Regions from separate parts of the Mus musculus genome. Here region 1 is linked to region 2. Evidence: chromatin contacts called from public Hi-C data. All regions are on one chromosome and are shown on one strand. Each heading gives the region's core, a stretch centred on a gene start, on an enhancer-like site or on the middle of the called end of the contact. The rest is flanking DNA. Distances are from core to core; before and after follow the strand shown. Region 1 overlaps Gm32664 (a long non-coding RNA gene). Region 2 overlaps Gm40436 (a long non-coding RNA gene).

The links. A called contact is a pair of places that touch in the nucleus more often than the background predicts.
Region 1: a Hi-C map of the C2C12 cell line shows a contact between it and region 2, with 4 times the contacts expected there. The contact joins two enhancer-like sites. A contact is called at or near these places in 4 of 15 datasets of contacts at CTCF or cohesin (the NIH/3T3 cell line, large pre-B cells, pro-B cells and 1 more), 21 of 484 Hi-C or Micro-C datasets (the C2C12 cell line, the MC3T3-E1 cell line, the N1E-115 cell line and 12 more), 11 of 115 datasets of contacts at active chromatin or transcription factors (the NIH/3T3 cell line, embryonic fibroblasts, embryonic stem cells and 6 more) and 1 of 9 other capture datasets (embryonic stem cells).

Annotation. Positions count from the first base shown.
Region 1 is chr12:70,904,165-70,908,406 of GRCm38.p6, forward strand. The region is part of intron 1 of Gm32664 (a long non-coding RNA gene); the gene reads left to right. Among named protein-coding and RNA genes, the nearest start is that of Gm32664, 2.9 kb to the left of the region's middle. Within about 2 kb of position 2,922, at least 31 of the 459 cell types and tissues checked have an H3K27ac peak or open chromatin away from gene starts, as enhancers often do. A contact at or near this core is called in the C2C12 cell line and tail fibroblasts, where this site is marked.
Region 2 is chr12:70,614,886-70,619,133 of GRCm38.p6, forward strand. Gm40436 (a long non-coding RNA gene) reads left to right here. Exons shown (of 3, transcript XR_872797.2): 2 at 3,880-3,999. Among named protein-coding and RNA genes, the nearest start is that of Gm40436, 26 kb to the left of the region's middle. Within about 2 kb of position 1,851, at least 53 of the 459 cell types and tissues checked have an H3K27ac peak or open chromatin away from gene starts, as enhancers often do. A contact at or near this core is called in the C2C12 cell line and tail fibroblasts, where this site is marked.

The sequences.
Region 1 (4,242 bases), core at 1,672-4,171, 290 kb after region 2:
TTACATAGGGGGGGTGTTTACCCATCCGGTATCAACTGCAATCAGCTGAGGTCGACTCCAGGTATTGCTCTCCTTATTGCCATAGGTTGATTTTGTTAGAGCAAACAGCTTTCAACTGGGAAAGGAACTGTGTTCCAAGTTTACTTCTAAACTGATTAGCTGGCATTTAAGACACATATCCCAAACTTCCTTTACTAGCCTGAAAAATGCCTGTTTTATCCCAGGATACTGTCAAAGGTTTTTAGTTTAGATGATTGGTTTTGGTTTTGTCTTTTGCTTTTACCGTTGGTTGGTTGGTTGGTGGGTTGGTTGGTTGGTGATTTGGTTTTGGCTCTTTGCCTTTTACCTGCCTTTTACCTTATAGTAAAACCATCTGTCAAAGAAGGTCAGTGGAGTGGCCCCACGGGCAGATGGAAAGATGAGAGCAGAGCCCGCAGGGAAGGAGTGCAGTCTCGGGGTTTACTTCTCAGGGTCATACTCAGCTAGGACACACAGAAAACAGCATCCGAGAAGCAGGCCGGATGGATGAAGCGCTTCAAACCCTGTCGATCCTTAGGTTGAACACTGGTCACTGTTACCTCATCCCTGCCCCAGTTCAGAGCAGCACTTGAAGATCTGCCGCCGTGGTACAATGGTCTAGAAAAATGTAACCTTCTGATCCACCCACCGAGGGAAAGGGAGGAAGTGGGGTTAGGAGTTGCTCCTGGGATTCTATCCCTGAATTGTCCCAGGGGAGGTGATGCTTTCCAAAAACGTTAAGGAGCTTATGTGAAAGTTTTTAAATGCCGTATCAGTATGGAAGTGTGTGATGATTAACTTTTCAACTTGATTGGGTAAAATGAAAACCCTGGGCATGGGCTGGTGAGATGGCTCAGTGGGTAAGAGCACCCGACTGCTCTTCCGAAGGCCCTGAGTTCAAATCCCAGCAACCACATGGTGGCTCACAACCACCATGAGATCTGACTCCCTCTTCTGGAGTGTCTGAGGACAGCTACAGTGTACTTACATATAATAAAAATAAAGTAAATTAAAAAAAGGAAGGAAGGAAGAAAGAAAAACCCTGGGCATTAGTGTGTAGTGGGGATTATGGAATTTTGGTTTCATAGAAAACATAGAAATATTGTAAGAATATGGTTTTGTTTTAATCCCAGGTGTGGAATATGGGGCTGCTTCAGACTGTCCATAGCAGCTATGATTTGCCTCGTGCAAAAACAATGTATTATGAAGTTTATAAATGTATATGAAAAAAAAAGTCTGACCATAAAGCATAAAGACCAAGAGATGAAAATATAAAATCAAAAGAAGTAGAAATTTGTTTCTTATAAAAAGCCAAAAAATGAATAGAACTACATACCTCTATAAGTATAGCATGAATGCAGCCTAGACAACATAGAAGCAAAGGAGTATGGATCTGTTCCAAATAAAGAGATAGTTATACACATACAGAGAGAGAGAGAGAGAGAAAGAGAGAGAGAACAAGCTGGTTTTGGCTCCCAGGCTATCTATGATGGAAAATATTGATTGTCAGCCTGAAAAAGTGCCTAGATTATAATAAGGTGTCCCCCAACCCCAAGTATATCTGTAAGAACATTTCAGAGAAGATTAATTAGTGGGCAAAGAACTGGACTGGATGTGGGGTGTACCATCCCATGGGCTGAGGCACAAAGAGATTAAGAAGAAGAAAGTGAGAGCTGGAAAGATGGCTCAGAGGTTAAGAGCACTGACTGATCTTCCTGAATGTCCTGAGCTCAATTCCCAGCAACCGCATAGTGGCTCTCAACCATCTGTAATGGGATCTAATGCCCTCTTCTGGTATGTCTGAAGACAGCTACAGTGTACTCATATGCATAAAATAAATAAATATTTTTTTACTTCAGCCTTTTAAAAAAACTTTTTATTACATATTTTCTTATTTACATTTCAAATGTTATCCCCTTTCCTATTTTCCCCTCCGAAAACCCCCTATCCTCTCCCCCATCCCCCTGCTCACCAACCCACCCACTCCCACTTCCTGGCCCTGGCACTCCCCTATACCGAGGCATAGAACCTTCACAGGACCAAGGGCCTCTCCTCCCACTGATGACCGACTAGGCCATCCTCTTAAATAAATCTTTAAAAGAAAAGGAAAAAAGTGGAGACAGGCCTTCTCTGTGTGCATCCTGGCTGCTGTAAAGAGATCTGTTCGGTTGATACCCCTGACACCTCTGAGACAGTGAGCTAACACAGATATTCTACACTAGCATGGTGCAGAGACACGACATGGTTATCAGTGTGAGCTTACCCGTTAGGTGCATTGCAAATGAGCGTGAAGGACATTGAGCAAGGGTCTGAGTAAATTTGAAGAGACCAGCGAATGACAGAAAAAGACCTTTGCTGTTTTCTTCTAAACTACATATTCTTCTCAGGAAATTAGTATTTTAGAGAAACATCATAGGCCGGATGGGTGATTTAGTAAGCACGGGTGTTTGCAGCCAAGCCTGATACCCAGGTTTGAGCCCCAGAAAACGCATGATATCCTCCCACACATTGTCCTCTGACCTTCACATACACACACATACCACATGCACACCTCCATTAAATAGATGTGAATTTTAAAAATTAAACTAAATGAATCGGGGAGTAAATGCCTTTTAGAGAAAACTCTATCATCAATATTGTTGGGGGTAGAATGTATTTCACGCAGAAGACTAGAGAAGGTTGTCACACAGAGAAGAGAGAGCTTTACAGTACAGAGCTAAGTGAATGTTCCAGGGAAGAGTTGAGAGAGAACGGGAGTCCTCCCCGGAAAGCAGTAGCAAAAGGTCAAGAGGACAACAGGAAGAGAAAGAAAAGGCGAGGGTGCCGACATCCAGGACCTGCAGACATGGAAAACCAGCTGGTGCTCATGGGCCAGATGGAAAGAGAAGGCTTGCAAGAAATGACTCAGAGGGAAGACAGGCATGTCCAAACAAGGAAGAAAAAAAAAAAATGCAGGGAACGCCCGAAAACCAGTTCAAGGCAGATCATCAGGGAATTTTCAAAAACCGAGAAAGTCTCATAAACGTGGTTGTTTCTTAAAGAACGATACAGGAGGTTTATAGTTCTGTGAAGAATGAAAGAGCTGGTGATACAAATTCACACTGAGCAAACCAAAGAGCAGCAAACTGAGGACACCTGGTCAGGTAGCACTGTCTGCTCCCTACCGGAGCAGAAACCAGTGCCTGGGGGAGGGTGTGTGTAAAGGTGCCTGGGAGAGTCTCACCTTTGCTTTTAGAAAGCTGCTAATGGCCTAACGTGAAGGAAGAAGCGTTTAGAAAGCAGAATGCCTTTGAGAAGTATGGACATAAATCCTCCTCTGAAACCACACTGTGGGTTGAAATCATTGCTGTGTGGAAATGGTGCCTAGTAGTGTCTTTGACTCTTAACTTATGCAAATGTACCGCTTGGATACAATGTTTTTGTTGTTGTTGTTTCTTTTTTTTTTTTTTTTTTTTCTTTTTTTAAAGAGATCAAATTTATTTCACTCACTAACTACTGAACTGCTCTTAGTGGCTTCGCTTTCCTGGAAAGGGTGGCGTTGATGGGGTGGTGACATGGCTTCTGTCCGGCAAGTATTGCTGTGTTTGGGTAGAAAAGATAGGACGGATGCATAGCCCAGTGGGCTGCAGCTCCTCCAGAGGCCCAAAGACGCTTCCTGGCAGTGAACTCGGACTATTCAGCGAGGTGCTGGGATATTAATGAAAAGCCTGGAGGGGCCACATGGGAGTTGTTAGTAGGAAGGTGCCAGAAGGTAAGGCGGCTCCCTTTTCTGGGCAGGCAGGGGAGCGTGGCGCTGATGCCCTTGAGAGCGATCTGGTTTGAGTTTCCTCACTGAGAACAGCCAACAGATGGGTGTCTGGTAACCCAGCGCCCCTGTTAAGAGGATCCAAGTCAATTGTTCCACCTGGCACTGGGGCCGGCTCTGCCTCCAGTTTCAGCTTCAAGCCTCTTGGGGGCTAAGGACAAAAAGTGGAAGCTGAGACTGTATTCAGAGGGAGGGGCTGTAGACACAGAGGGTGCGGTGCCTGGAGTTGAGGGAAAGGATATCTCACCAGAAATCTGTGAACCAGCCCACCCTAGATCAAGGGCTAGGAAATCTAAAGGAGGCTCTGAAGCTACATCGGGAGCTTTTCTAAGAGCCAATCAGAACCTGGAGGAGTGCTGCCAAGGACCATGAAACCCATCCAGCCTTCAACTCCTCTCAGACTCCTGTTGGTACTAAAC
Region 2 (4,248 bases), core at 601-3,100:
GGAATTTAGTTCTCTTCCTTGTAGATCTGGAAAGTCTGTTGGTATTAGCCAGTGGAGACCTGCCAGATATAGTTGTGGGATAACCAGGGACTACCTTAAAAGGAAGAGCAGTTTTCACCAGTTTCTAGGGCTCTGAACTACACCAATAAGAAGCCTGGTACACGGGAAGACAATGAGATATACTCTGGTACTACATGGGCAGAAGAGCACAGGGACAACCAGAACACAGGCTCTTATTACCCTGATGGCATAGAACAGGGATCCTCCAAACCAATCTAGCTGTCACCGGATACCCCCACTGTGTGATCACAACTGACACTACACAGAGAAAAATCACCTTGCTCAAATTCCTGTCCGTCAAAATCATGAGGCCCACAAAAGGCACTGTTGGCTAGTAGGTGCTGTGGTCCCAAGTAAACACTTCCATGTGGCGACAGACATCTCGGGTGTGCAGAGGACACCACTCGGCCTCCCATTTCACATTCCGTGGTTTCATGGGTTTTGTTTGTTCGCTTTCTATGCTTTTCAAGACAGGATTTCTCTGTGTAACAGCCCGAGCTGTCCTGGAACTCACTCTGTAGACGGTGTTCACAGAGATCCACCTGCCTCTGCCTCCCTAGCACTGTAATTAAAGGTATGCGCCACCTCTACATGGCTGGTTTGTGAATTTTTGATGAGATCCAGCACTGGGCGCCTTGGTCTTTAGGCCTGGATCTGACAGCAATGCCCCTATGTCCTTGAGCAAGCACTACCTCTTCACCTGGTCTTATTTTTGACATTTGCCAAATGAGACTGTGACACTAAACCTTTGAGTTTCCCTTCATCCATGGCATCTTGTGGCAGTCAGCATATATGATCAATAGTAAGTACTAATGCGGAAGGATATTTTCACAGGAAACTCAGAACACACCAATCTCTTCCTGACTATCACTGCCTCAGTCCAGACTCTGACCCAACACCTAGGAGCCAATAGTTTTGTGTAATAGTTTCAGGCACCTCACTTCCTGGGTGGGGACACACCCTGTGAATGCAAATAGCTCAAGACTAAAAGGAGAGAGGGAGAGGGAGGAATAAAACTGGGCTCAGCGCCCATCCATTCATTCCACAAAACTCTTGTGTTGCATGAGGATGGGGCAAAGGATGTATCGGGGCCACGGGCTCTTCTGGTGGACTGAGAAGAGTAAGGAAATTCATCCTGTGTAAGTCTGGACTTGCAGCTCAATAACAAATCCATCTGTGAGATGGTCCGAATTTACCCACTTGGCCTTCGTGACATGTCAAAGGCAGAAAGAAAGCGTTCTTTGTGTGGAAGGCTGAGATCTGCACTGTCCCAGGACTGTAAATATAGCTGCTTACTTCCTGAAGCTCCAGTTAGTCCCTGGTGACCTTTCCCAAAGTATTCTTTTTCTGGTTTCCATTAATAGCTCCGGCCCTAAGTCACTACTGTTGACAATGTGCATGGCAGTGTATTGAAAGAAGGAACACTGCAGCTTGGTGCAACTTGGAATTGTTTGTTCAAGCCTTTAGCTTTAAAATTGAGACATATCCTTGTGCAGAAGGTTCACGGGGTCCTAGCAGTTCAAAGTCAAAGGCAGGCTCCTAACGTGCCCTGGAGCATCATCAAAAGAACAGTCCTCAGCTCCCTTCCCCCCATAAATCAAACCCAAAGATCCCCAGGAAGAGCATTTCTCTAATCTTCCCCTTAAATACAAGAAGCATCAATACAAAACATGACCCGCGTGGTGTTTCCTCCCCTTGGGTGGCAGCTGCTAGAATGCAACCCTGCCTTCTGTATTCAAGAGATCTTTTATTCCCAGCTGCTCAAGCCAAGCCACAAGGCTTGAAGGAATGCTTGGGATGTTGTGACTGAGGGCACAAAGAATCCGTGGTGTGGCTCTGAAATAGGGGCAGCTCTAGAGCAAAGAGCTAAAAGAACCAGGGATTGGGCTTGTATTCCTATTCCTCTCTCCCTCTCTCCCTCTCTCCCTCTCTCCCTCTCTCCCTCTCTCTCCCTCTCTCCCTCTCTCCCTCTCTCCCTCTCTCCCTCTCTCCCTCTCTCCCTCTCTCCCTCTCTCCCTCTCTCCCTCTCTCCCTCTCTCCCTCTCTCCCTCTCTCCCTCTCTCCCTCTCTCCCTCTCTCCCTCTCTCCCTCTCTCCCTCTCTCCCTCTCTCCCTCTCTTCCTCTCTCCCTCTCTCCCTCTCTGTATATGTGTGTGTGTGTTCACAATGGTACATACATATGCTGGCTCTGGTCTCAAAGTATTCTTTGAATTTTTTTTTAAGACAATTAAAGGTTTTGTTGTCAACATCTAATCTAGAAGAGTCTCAGAATGACTCATTGGGCACTGGGCCATCATACCTGTGGCTAGCCAAGTTCAGTGAGAAAATTTTAGAATTAGAGAAAGGAGGCTGTGCCTTTCTTATTAATGGCTAAGCCATTGTCCCTGATAAGAGATTTTTAAAGTTTGCAAATAGGAAACGGGACACTCCAGCTGGGACTCTTTCTAAAGAGGACTCCTTATTTCACTTGATATTGAGCAATTTGGGTATGCCAGGGGCACCAACAGAAGTTGTTTTTCCGAAAAATATTCATAATCGATTTTCAATTTATCCTCTCTACAAAAGGAAAAGTTCCCCATAATATCACCTGGCATGGATCGGGTAGGTTTGAAGGATTTTTGTTCCCCTTGAAGTCAGAGACACCACCACACACCTGGGAGGTCTTTTGATGTGGCCAGTGCTTGCATACTTGGTGCCTCTTTCAAACCTACATTTCTAGGAAAAGTGAATGTGAGTTTATGGTTCATGGTCCATAGCTGAAACATCATGGGTTTAGATGACATACAGCTGGTGACATAAAGGACAGATACAGATACAGACACAGACACAGATACAGAGATAGATAGATAATAGATAGATAAATAGATAGATAGGGATATAGGTAGATTTATAGAGATATAGATTATCCTGTTGTCCTTGTTCAAATCTTCCCAGTTCTTACTAATCTATTACTGAGAAGAGACACTGATTGATAGGAGGAGGAGGAGGCTCAGTGGACCTAGTCCAGCTCAACTTCTGGCCCTACCACATGCCCATAGATGCTACCTAACATGAGGGTCCCTGAACAGTACTTACAAGTCCCAAGATTGATTTTCCTCCTGATGAAGAGGAAAGAGTCTACCTCCCTTTTACAAACAGAGAAGTAGAGGAATTAACAACAATCTGGTACGTGAGGTCATTTGGCTTTGACCTTTGTTGAATGTTGAATTGAGCAACTTCTCCCAGTGTGAGAGATGAGCACTGAAGTCTAAAATCCAAACGTAAAGACACTCAGAGCTTACGTTAATGGTTAGCTTGGTGATTTCTACATAACACACAGACCTTACTCTTAAGCATTTTGCAAAAATGGTTCTTATTGATACAGGAGACCAAAAAAATAACCAAGGCCTTGAATACATAGATCCCAGAGACTGCTCAGAATACCAATAATGCAAAACTGTAGGATGGAGGTCTCAGACAGCCTCCAAAATGAGTGTTAAGTCTGTCTGCCCAGTATGGTTGGTACACAGATAGGGCCCAAAAGGCATTCAAGTCTGAGGCTTCCATGTCTGCAACTCAGTTGAACCAGGGCCCATCCTGGAGCAAGGTGTGAAGAATCTGAGCCCCTTTATTGCTGGAGTCTGCATTGATGGATAGATGACTCACAAGCAATGGTGTAACAATGAGCTTTGATGTAGGAAAGTTATTTACATTCCTCATTATAGGAATGCAATACTGAGATATCGTTTTATGCCTACTGGATTGGCAAGCAAATGTTACTTTTAATGACATTGCTTTTGTGACATTGAGTATAAATTGTGCTCATGTGTATTACCTGTAGGAATTTAAACTGGAGCAATCTTGCTGCAGAGAAATCTGTCCCTTGCAAGGTGGCAGAGGAACATCCTATTCCGCAAAGCAACCCCACTTTAGAAGTCCTTCCCAGAAGACATCCCCAATGGTAAGAAAGTACATTACACAAGATCATTTGTGGCAGCACTGCTTATAGTTGCAAAATATGACAAACAATCTACATGCCTACAAATGCAAGAAGCCTAACTCAGCTTTGGCTCATCCATGTATGCAGTACTATGTAGCTAAAATCAAAAGCATAATGAAGAGTGTCTGCAGAGTGACAGGTACTGATGGTCCAGGATATAGTGTTAGTTGTAAAAAGCAAAATGCAAAGAATATCTATAGTATACTACCC